Regions from separate parts of the Mus musculus genome. Here all the other regions are linked to region 3. A link is a contact called in public Hi-C data. All regions are on one chromosome and are shown on one strand. Each heading gives the region's core, a stretch centred on a gene start, on an enhancer-like site or on the middle of the called end of the contact. The rest is flanking DNA. Distances are from core to core; before and after follow the strand shown.

Region 1 (4,008 bases), core at 585-3,084, 63 kb before region 3:
GCCGAGGAAAGCTGTTGGCCCTTTGACTGCCAGCCTTTGCCCCTGGTTGGTGAGGGCATCCACTACTTTGCTCAGCTGTTGCTCTCCGTCATTGGCCTCAGAGCCCAGCTTTCTTCATCTTCTGATAAGACCAGTTTCTCTCCAAAAACCCTCCAGGCCTCTAGCATAAGCTTGGGATGGCTGAGACGTCCAGCCGTATGGACTGAGCGACCACCCAGTTCTCAGACTCTCCAGTGGGAAGACAGGTAGCCATTGCTGGACCATATAGTGTAGGACAATCTGATAAGACCATTTTCATTACTCATTCTACTGCCTTTGTTTCTCTGGAGCCCAAGTGATGCAGTTGCAAACCCTATATTAAAATATTACTCTAAGTACTTTATGAGTAAGTCACTTGGTTTGATTCTCATGATCATCCCATGAGGTGAGGTTTTGAGGAAAAAATAATTTATGGTATAAAAGAAAGGAAGTCAACCTGGGTAATTTGTCTAAGATGGAAGGATTGACTAAAGGCTAAGGCAGGATTTGAACCCAATTATTTCCTGGTTCCAGAGATTACATTTGAATTGCTTTATCTTGATTGTAGCAAAGAACTTCTGATAAAACATCCAGAGACACAAGTACTAGTGAGAATGAAGATGGGTGTTGCAGTGAGGTAGAAGAAGATGAGGAAATCTACATGACAAACTAGGTGGGGCACACAGGAGATGGGTCTAAAGTCATGTGCAGAAAGCCAAAGCTGTGTTAGTACAAACAGTGCAGCCTTGGAAGCAGTCTGAGTCTCTCTCTCTGTCTCCTCACTTAATGGACGCTAAGCACCAGACAATATGTTTAACTGTGAGGTTAATCCATTTGCCAACTCTTCTTTCTCTGCTTCTATGCATCTCTGTGCACATGCACATGTGTGTAGGCTTCATGTACACAGTGTGTGCACATATATGTGGAGGCAAGGGGTTAATGTTGGGTGTCTTCCTCAGTTGATCCTCACCTTGGATCTTTAGCTCACTGTTTGAGCTAGATTGGCTGGCCTGCCAGTCCCCAGGGAGCTACCTATCCCTGTCCCTTCAGCACCTTGATTACAGGTGCAGAGTACCTTGTCTGGCTTTCACTTGGATGCTGGGGGGGTTCACACTCAGGTCCATATGCTTGTGCGGCAGGCACTTTATAGACTGAGGTGTCTCCCTAGTCCATTTCCTTTGCATCCTAAATCTAAGAGAGACACTATGTGAACCCACTTTTTTTGTTTTTTTTTAAAGACTGAAAACTTAATATGTATAAATTACTGGGGGGGGAGCTAGCTAACAATACTCTCTAATATTGTTTAATATTAATATTACCTGATGTTAATATTTTGTGTGGTAAAGACACCCCAATTATAAAATGACCCACTATTTTCTGTTTCCTTGAAATGCCCAAACATGCTTATATTATGATTATAAAGAACATTCGTTTTAATTTTTGAAATGCATCTTTATACCAGGGATGTTGAAGTATAAAGACGGGCACCGATCATGTTTCCTTAGTCTAGCAGGTGGTGTTGACATAAATTGTCCATTCCCCCAATGACTTATCATTTCCCAAGCTATGGGCTTAGACCATGCTAACGGTGCGAGGCATGAATTCCACACTGTGGGCCAAGCTGAAGAGGGGGGAATAAAGAATGTAAGACCCAGAGGATGGGGAGGAGCTGCCTGAAATACTGTCTTCTGGACATAACATGGTTATTGCAGCAATGAACTCATAAGAGCTGCGGCGACCTGCATATGACCTGCACAGAGCCAATCTGTCAAAATTTCAGCATGCGGTCAGGAAGGAGCTCACAAAGTCTGTCTCCTAGCCAAGGAGCTGCTGGAAATGGACGGGTGTCTGGGGGAGAGGCGCTCATTTTGGAGTGAGACTATGGCTGCCAGTAGGTTGACCATGTGCCCTATGCCCACATGGATAACAGTAGTGCCAACTGGACACACACACACACACACACACACATACACACACACACACACAGTTGAAAGGAGAAAAGATAAAATGTTAGGAGTGGAGACGGAATGGAGATAAAAATCATAATATATTGTAGACTTATATGAATCTCTCAAAGAATAAATTAAAAACACGTTAGAAAGTACTTCTAGAGGTTAATAAAATCAGTTTAATAGTTATGTGCAGAATAGAGGATGGTTGATATATGCTTGGCCCCAGGGAGTGGCACTATTAGGAGATGTGGTCCTGTTGTAGTAGATGTGTCACTGTGGGTGTGGGCTTTAAGACCCTTATCCTAGCTGCCTGGAAGTCAGTATTCTGGTAGCAGCCTTCAGATGAAGATGTAGAACTCTCAGCCCTGGCTGTACCATGCCTGCCTGGATGCTGCCCTGCTCCCACCTGGATGATAACAGCCTGAACCTCTGAACCTGTAAGTCAGCCCCAACTAAATGCTGCCCTTTATAAGACTTGTATTGGTTATGGTGTCTGCTCAAGGCAGTAAAACCCCAACTAAGACAGAGGACAAGAAAGCTAATGGAGAGAAATGAATACTTCAGTATACTAACTAAAATTTCAATCTGTTCACTTCATCCACATCGGTTTTTCATGTATTTTGCTTCTGGTTGCCAATTTTCAGTGTTCTTGTACTGAGAATGCTTCAAAACCTGTTGTTGTACTAAGCCCTGGGTTAGAAAAATAAAATGTATTCAAAGGTGGACAAGCCGCGTATGTGTGAAGCCTGATGAGAAGAATAGAGAGGAAGGGTGTGCCAGGAGGTGGAAGTCACATAGTCTGACTGGATGCCCTAAAAATTCTTCCAGCCCCAGTCCAAAGACCCTTGGAAAATGGGAGGGGTAGGACCCAGTAAGGGGCTTGAAAAATTAATCAAGCATCAAAATGAGTAGCCAGACATAGGACAAACCAATCACCTAAATTATTCATTCAGCAAAAGCTAAAAAAAAAAGAAGCAATATGAACTCAGCATCCTATAGATGATCTGTGAGGAACAGGATCACGAAGAAAGATTACCAAAGTAAAAGTACATGGGAGAAAACGGGCATTGGAAGTGTATTAAGGCTGGGGATGCCTCTTGGTTGAGAAGAGTGCTTGCCTAGCATGCATGGGGCCTTGGGCTCAATCCCCAGCGCTATTAAAAGCATATTAAAAAGTGGCATCATTACCTGTGACCATAAGCAAACGTCTTCATTGCTAGCACAGTGTTATTCTAAGTACTGGGTACTCAGCAAGTGGCAACAGGGCTGCCTCTCAGGGATTCTGCACTGAAGTTAAGGCTCGGGATTCTTTGAGGTGTAAATCAGCCCCAGAGGAGGCAGGAGCGCATGAGAATACAGAAGCAGCACTCTGAGCACAGAATGCAGGGAGGGAAGAGATGGCGTTTAAGGATGTGCCCTGTGACGCAAAGCACAGATGGAATTTAGAATTTTACATTTCCTCCTACTGCGCCATCTTTAGTTTTGTGACTTTTTTTTTGTGTGTGTGCAACATATGAAATGCAGGGTAGGGCTACAGCTGGATGCTGGTCGTTGTATATGTACTCTGTGATAAACGGGTGGCATTTTGAGGCATCCCGAAGAAGTTCTGTCATCATGATAAATTATTGTAGTTTTCCCTGCATGTACCCGATAATGGTCATGACAACCGTTTGGGTGCTAAAGGCTTTTTCTATTTATTCTTTTCTGCAACTCTCTGGGGTGAGTGTTACGACCTTCATCCTGTAGGAGGGCACAGGAACACAGCAGAGATTATTAATAATGAGAGTAATAATTATCTGTGCCATAGCTGCAATTACCATGCTAATATTTTTCATATATTAGCTCCCTCGACCCTCATGCTCACCCTATGAGAAAAGCCCTGTTGTAGTTGTCAGACTCACCGCCGAGACAGTGATTAGATGCCACACATGCTCCTGCTATCACAGGGAGAGACTAGACAATCAAAACTCAAACATAAGCCGTGCAGCCATGGATTCTGACCCTTAGCCACTGGACACTCTGCTTACACATCTAAACA
Region 2 (3,840 bases), core at 791-3,290, 44 kb before region 3:
GAACATTCTTTTTAAGGAGACAATAATTCCAGCACTCTCGTATACTTTTGGTAGAAGAGAGAATTGCTCCAACTTTTCAGCAATAGGAACTTGGTAATGTATTAAGGAAATATTCTTGGGTTACATAATCTGTCTTTTACAATACATCATATATATCATGCACATAAAAGTACAAGTATATATTTATGTGTAAGTTTTATACACATACATATATATGTATATATGCATGTATTTTTCTTTTCCCCAGCAATATATAAACATTTGAGTATCTTGGCAGTTTCCTGACACCAAATGCATACAGAAGTATACTTCATGTAATGTGGAAGCCCAACAACTATAAAGAAGCATGGCCACAGGAAACTCAGCATCTACAGGCTGGAAAAGCTATCTGGAAGTAAGCTATATTATATATTTCTATCAACATATATCTGTGAACTACTAAAGAAAGGAAGTTACTGAGTATGGCTCAGTTTTTAAAACAACAACCTCCAAACTACATATTCTTTGGGAGACATTTGATGGACATGTGGAAGCTTTCCGTCCCTATGCCAGTACCAAGCTAAGCATCAGTTCCCTAGGTTCTACGTCAAGTCTTATCTCCCCTAAGAGCTTTGAGAGCTACTGTGACTTGGATTGCTAACACCTTCCTTCCCAGGTCTTCCTTTTAACCAATGGCTATCTTAGCTGCTGTGAGTTCAGTCACGGTGCTATTTTACTTCATGAAATTTCCGGTGAAAAGAGAGACAGGGGCAGGAAGCAAGTAACAGAATGCAAACATATGGCAAGTATTAGCGCATTCTGGCTGATGAAAAGGTTGTCTTGGTTTTCAGGAGCTAAGAGTAGAAGGTAGATATTTCATGAGAGGATCGCTCATGGCAACATGACAAGCTGCCAGCAGTTGGTCGTGATATCTGAAGTCAAAGACAAAAATGAATGTAGAGATAGGTGTCCAGCCCTGGAGAAAATGTAATGTCAACTGGATCAACAAACCCAGTTTGTTGTATGGAAATGGGAGATGGAGGAAATCAGAAATGTATATGGGTTGGTTTTTGGTTAGGCTACCACATGTAGCTACGTGAGCCGTGTGATACACAGCAAATCTTAGGATGTGGTTTGCTTGAACTATAGTGTACAGGGTACCTTATAGATCTGAACAGCAAGGCAAAGATGCATTTCCAAGGCAAACAATTCATAACGGTAGCAAAACTACAGCTATAAAGCAGAAATGAAACACATTTTCTAGTTGGGGGTCACCATAACGTGAGAAACTATGTTAAAGGACCACAGCGTTAGGATCACAGGTTTATCATCACCATCACCATCACCATCATCACTACCACCACCACCACCACCATCACTGCCTGCACCATCATCGCCATCACAGCTGTAATAGCTGACATCATCACAGTGTCTTGTGTATTATAGAATACACTGATCCCAGAAAGACCCAAGTTAGGCACCCAGGCTAGAGTGTGTAATTCTCACTAAAAAGGAAGAAACAGAGATTCAGAAAGGTACATTTATTGTCCTCTTTCCCAAAGATAATCTGTGACAAAGTACGCATGTGAGCTCTGCATCTGTTTTAAATTTAGTCTGTTCCCACTGTCTCAAGTAGTTTACATTGTTCATGAAGATCCATCATGGCTTAAGAGCTGGGTTGAAGTTGTAGTCTGCTGAGCCACAAACTGAATAAATCATTATCTATGTAATTTGTGTCTGATCAGCTACTCTCTCTCTCTGTCTCTCTCTCTTCCTTTCTTTTGTCTCCAATGAGTAAACAAGTTCTCCTGGTGAACGTTTCTTTGCTGTGTGGCAGTCACCTTCCATTTGTTGATGCTGGTGGCTATTTTGTTGTAGTAACCTTTGTTTAGACAGAACATGTTACAGATGACTCATAGCAGTTTATAAAGGCATATGTGATACAAAATGAAATTGAATAGAAAGTCAGGAAATGAGGAAATTGAATTAGAAGTAAAACGATTGGAGAAAAGAAAACAACCAGCCAGGAATGAGGTTAGTTCGTAGAATAAATCAGGCACTCAATGTTTGTTAGAGGTTGACCACAGATTTGGCTCTCAGCTTCTCAACAGTCGAGAGAAAGAACAAAACAGGATTCTTGGCATCTAAAAGACATACATTTAAGGCAACCAGTGGCTCAGGACAGATACAAGTGTTCTTGGTATTGAGATCAGAAAGATCTATTTTCCACTGAGGCCTAAAATATTAATGAGAGCAGCGAGTTTTCATAAGGATTTCACTAAACGTTAGGTGCCGTGCTGAAGGATTCAACAGGATGACCATGGTTAGTAGCACCTCCCCCCATCTCATTTTCTCTGTACAAAGAGAGAAACTAAAATAAGAGATGTTAAGTAAGTAGGTCACGGAAGTAAATGTAATTAGTGAGGGCAGATTTGGGATTCTAAGAGTTCTGCTGGCTCCAAAGCGAGCCTTCTATGCGTGGTCTCTGCTGAGTGGCTGCACATGGATTCAATCCCTAAGCACCCTTGATTAGCCAACAGGAACTCTCAGTACCCAACATCATACAATCCCCAGCGCGCTCCCCCATCATACCGCTGTCCTGTTCTCTTCCTGGCTCTAGGTGAGAATTTTCATAATCATTCATTTGCATTGTATTGCTTGTCTGTTTCCCCGTCACTCTTCAGGGAACACATCTCCAGTGATCTTATCGTGTTTGCTATGGTTTCTCTGAAGTGTATTTTCCAAACTTCAATGCACAAGGCATTCAGGATCATTTTGAATGAGCAAGTCTTTCGAGGAGCATGGTTTGGCTCTCCATTCAAACCTTTGCAATCCTGTTGTGGATAGAACTAATTCTTCTTCAGGCTCCATGATTTATTTGATACACTACTCACAGGAAATCTATCATCTCCTTTTACTTGTCTGTTAGCATCATTTAGATAGCTACAGATTTTATTTTATTCTGATTTTATAAACGTTATACTTAAGACATTGATGGTAATATCCCTTGTTGCACATAACAGATTTTTTTTATTCATTTGCCCATAAATAATGGTTGCTGGTTTTTTTTTTATTTTAAATCTTAAATCCAGAACGTTGCTTGGCAGCTCATTCATTCAGTTTAGATTGTGCTAGTCCCTGTCTACTACTCAGTTTTTTAAAAATGTAGAGCATCTTTAAAAAAAGAAAGAGCTCAAGCAAATGGTTTAACACACACACACACACATACACAAACATATACACACACATACACACACACATGTGCACACACACACACACACACACACACACACACACACACTGATCTTATTCTGAGAGAAAACACTAATACCAGTTGGCATGTTTTCATGACAAAAAAAAAGAATTATTGGATAGTGCATGTTCTCTAGGTTAGAGGATTTGTTGAGCTAGAGATACTCAAACATACACAGAACCCTAATCTATTCTGGACAATTGTTTGCTTATCTCTAATAATGAAGTCCAGGAATCTCCACTCATACTATGTTGATGTATAAGGCCAGAGTTGTGAAATTCCCATCAGCTGGTTCTGTAATGCTTTCTCCAGAGTGCATTTTGTAATCATGGAATTTTCCCCATGAACATCTGACCTATCCCTCAAAGAGGGATCTTTGTCCCTTCCTTCTTTCTGTCTTTGAAGTTGTTCTTTGTGTCTCATTGTAGCCATTCAAAGACTAACTTGTGAAATGTAGGCTAGATCAAAAGGTATGGAGTCAGCTTGCATTCTTCTTTTTCTGATTTTAAGAGATCCAATTATGGAAGCTATATAAGGAAAGAAACAACAAGGATATAAACACTGAGTGAATTGGACTTTCCTCTTTTGAAAACCACAAATGTGGAAAA
Region 3 (3,540 bases), core at 126-2,625:
AAAGAAAAGGTCTGTGCTTGCTACAGGATCACTGCATGGACAACTGCGGTCTCGGCAGGGTTCCTGAAATCTCTCTGCCATGTTTTATTTTGGTTCCCGTGTGTGAAAATCACCTAGGGTGCAGTCCAGTGAGCCTGTCCACAGGGTTAGAGGAGCCAGGTGACACCGAATATAAAATTCCTAGGCACTTTATCAGCTGTGCATCCCTAGAACTACACAGTGATTCTTGTGTCCAATCTATTTTTATGTGTTTACACTCTCGCTGCCTCCCATCCAATCTATCCTGGGGACACAGTGATAAAAAACCCCCAGGCTTGTCAGCGTGGTTGGGTTTTTCTTTACTGACTGCGGATACTGACCGTGGTGCTGAAATAGAGAGGAGCCTCCGGTTTGAAACCTTTCCTTCCTCTTATTGGTTCAGAAAACCCGAATGACAAGAGCAGGGGCCAAAGCAGCCTAGAGCAGCATGATGAATAAACCGAGCATTTGGCTCTTAGGGGCGGAGATGCAGACCGTCAGGTTACAGACAGGGCATCCCCGTGAGCGCTCGCTACACTGGGAGATCTTATGGATGTAGCCGCTGCAGTAGGAAGGGCTTCATCCAGCAGGGTGTCTCATCTCTTTTTCCCTGTAAAATGTGCAACCAAGCGCAAAGCCTAGAAGCACAAGCAGGAAAGCTCAATGGAGGGGGGACCAAATCTATATTCACATTAAAAACTGTTCACTCTTCGCCATGCAAGATAAAGAAGGGAGAGCTGAATTTAGCCTAAGTTTTCAGCCCTAGCCTTCCAACAGGTGCACTCTCTCACCCCTCAGACATTATCCCAAATCTTTCTCTGCCAGGCAAGCTTTCCCTGGAGTCCTCTAGCGTGTGCTGTTTCCCATCTTCTCCTTAGCTTCAGCTCTGAACCCCGCAAGCCCTTACCTGCAGCATGAAGATTAAGAAGCAGGCACAGCGCAGGGAAGCCGACCGCTCTCCTCATAGTGTGTGCATTGAGGGTCAGAGGAGAAACTCCGCCGCAACCCCACTCTAGGCTAAGTGCTATTTGAGAGAACCACTGCCAAGAGTCCTTTGATCCCGGGCATCCGATGACAGGGTCCTCCGCTGGGGTACACAGAGCAGTCTGTGGCGTGCCTACAGAACCGAGCACCTGCTTCCTCTCCGCAAGGGATGGGGAGATACGAGAGTAGGATGCTGCGGGAGATGGGGACTCGAGGCTGATGGGGGCAAGACGCTCAGAAGAGGTGAGAGTTTGGCCTTCTGGAAGCCCGCAGCCGGTGGTGACAGTGGGGTGGACTCTAGTGCCAGCCTCCGAGCCAGGCAGCGCCTCTGCTGCCTGTGCAGCTAGCAGCAGCCGAGACACACCGAGGCACTGAGCATGCCCAGCTCCGGCCCTGGCTAGGGAGTTTCAAATCGAAATTCCACCTCTCCGGGTCTTAGCTGAGACTGCGAGGGGAACAAGCTCCACGAGGAGGAGGAGGGGGAGGAGGGGCTGGAGGCTAGCTTTAGGGACCTCCTAAATCTGAGGTCCTAGAGTTCCTCCTAAATCTGGGCGGGGGGAGGAGTTGAGTGGGGAGGGAAGAGGCGGGGCCAGGACCACAGAAACCCAAGGAGGGAAGTGGAGGGGGCCACTCATCTGGTTCCTTCCTCACATTTTTGAATCACGCGTGGACTCAGCTCACTGTGGCAACTAAATGCTTGCAGGCTGACCAGTTTCCCAGTATGTCCCCACCCTAGTGAAGCATAGGCAAGCAGCGAGTTCTGGCCTGGTTGGGCAAATGTTCCCACTTACAGCCTGCTGTGTTTAAGCAAACGGGATATTCCGAGAGCGCCCCCTTCTTGCCAATGAGCTCACCCCAGGCTTCTTTCTTCCAATCTTTGTACTTCCACTAAATTCAAGCCTCAAGTCTTTGACTGGAGTGCTTGAAAACAGGGAGGTCATACTTACAGGGTAGGGAAGTACACCCGTGTAATACGAAGGAAAGGAACGGTCTTTGGTGTTTTATGGAAATAATTACCTAAGATTTTATCATTAATTTAAAAAATAATGTATTGGGGTATTTTGCTTGCATGCCTGTCTGTCCACCACGCCTGTGTGTCATTGCCCTCAGAGGTCAAATGAGGTTGTTAAAAGGCTAGGATTGGATTTATGGATGGTTGCGAACTGCCACGCGGTCGCAGGAATAAGACCCGGGTCTTCTGGGAAAGTAAGGAGAGCTTTTCACAGCTGAGCCACTCAAGCCTTATCAACTTAACTCGACTTCTCCGCTCCAATCCTGTACCTTTAACGAGGCTCGCACAGTGTGCAAATATATGCACTTTTAGTTCCTTTACCTAAGTTGGTAGGATGAAGATCCTTACCATTCTAGTGACTAATTACTCTAAGGCCAAATGTCCCTCAGCCAAGCTCCCTTCAAGACTGTTCATCTTCTGCTTCTATTCGCAGGTTTCCCTTCTGCCTCTTCGGCAATGGACCTCACTCAGACCACTGCCCACCCAGTTGCTTACAAAGGTCTAAATTTGTTTTTTTCTTAAGAAGCTTTGGGCTAACCTGACATTATAATGTCCTTCCTCTTCCCCGCTTTTTGAACACCGCCACACACACACACACACACACACACACACACACACACATATATATATATATATATATATATATATATATATATATATTTTTTTTTTCCTCTCTCTCTCTCAAACGGTTCGTTTATCTGTGACACACATTTCGCCAACTGCAGGCTCTTTGAGAAGCTCTAAATTTTGCATTAACTTAAATTGAATAAAATCGTGCTGGCCAAATACGAGGTAGTAATAAGTGCTCATTGAATTGAACTGCGAGGCTCATTGAGTGCTTTCTTCCTGCATCCCCTGAGGACTGAGACAGCTAATAGGAAGCCAGATAATCAACAGAACCGAAATTAGGACCGGCCTCAAAGGCTCTGGGTGCTCAGGCAGTGCCACCTATTTCTTTTATAATTTTTTGTATCAAGAGCTCTGAGAAGACAAGGCCAGGAATTAAACTCTAACAGGTGGAGTGTGAGCAAGATGACATGTATTTTTAATACCTCACCATTCTCTCTGTCCTAAAAATAGAAGCATAAAAAGCACTCTTGCTGCTCCCCTGGTTGTGCCTGTGACTGTAGTGGGCTCTGCCTCTGAGGACCAGAGTTTCGCCGAGACTTTTCTGCAATCTTTTCTGCAGCTTTGACCCTTGCATCAGAGTTTCTTTTTCTGTTTCTGTTTGCCATATTATTTTCTGATATACAGGCAGTTATATTTCTATAGTTTATATTCTTTCATCCATACTCCTTTGGCCCTAGGATACAATCTCTAGAATGACAGAGTTGTAGACAGGGTTTCTATTCCTGCACAAAACATCATGACCAAGAAACAAGTTGGGGAGGAAAGGGTTTATTCATCTTACACTTCCCACATTGTTGTTCATCACCAAAGGAAGTCAGGACTGGAACGCAAGCAGGTCAGGAAGCTGATACAGAGGCCATCGAGGAATGTTACTTACTGGCTTGCTTCCCTTGGCT

What was found. A called contact is a pair of places that touch in the nucleus more often than the background predicts.
Region 1: a contact with region 3 is called in a Hi-C map of cerebellum, with 2.1 times the contacts expected there. The contact joins the enhancer-like site here to the promoter of Ptprr in region 3. A contact is called at or near these places in 2 of 39 promoter capture datasets (hippocampal neurons and macrophages), 7 of 484 Hi-C or Micro-C datasets (the N1E-115 cell line, cerebellar granule neurons, cerebellum and 3 more) and 2 of 9 other capture datasets (liver and pancreatic islet).
Region 2: a Hi-C map of the N1E-115 cell line shows a contact between it and region 3, with 2.5 times the contacts expected there. The contact joins the enhancer-like site here to the promoter of Ptprr in region 3. A contact is called at or near these places in 1 of 39 promoter capture datasets (the 3T3-L1 cell line), 7 of 484 Hi-C or Micro-C datasets (the N1E-115 cell line, cerebellar granule neurons, cerebral cortex and 3 more) and 2 of 9 other capture datasets (adipose tissue and pancreatic islet).

The regions. Positions count from the first base shown.
Region 1 is chr10:116,078,882-116,082,889 of GRCm38.p6, reverse strand. The region is part of intron 2 of Ptprr (protein tyrosine phosphatase, receptor type, R); the gene reads right to left. Among named protein-coding and RNA genes, the nearest start is that of Taf7l2, 33 kb to the left of the region's middle. Within about 2 kb of position 1,834, at least 1 of the 459 cell types and tissues checked has an H3K27ac peak or open chromatin away from gene starts, as enhancers often do. A contact at or near this core is called in cerebellum, where this site is marked.
Region 2 is chr10:116,060,436-116,064,275 of GRCm38.p6, reverse strand. The region is part of intron 2 of Ptprr (protein tyrosine phosphatase, receptor type, R); the gene reads right to left. Among named protein-coding and RNA genes, the nearest start is that of Ptprr, 44 kb to the right of the region's middle. Within about 2 kb of position 2,040, at least 5 of the 459 cell types and tissues checked have an H3K27ac peak or open chromatin away from gene starts, as enhancers often do. A contact at or near this core is called in the N1E-115 cell line, where this site is marked.
Region 3 is chr10:116,016,198-116,019,737 of GRCm38.p6, reverse strand. It overlaps Ptprr (protein tyrosine phosphatase, receptor type, R), which reads right to left and starts at 1,375. Exons shown (of 14, transcript NM_011217.2): 1 at 926-1,375. The coding sequence starts at 983.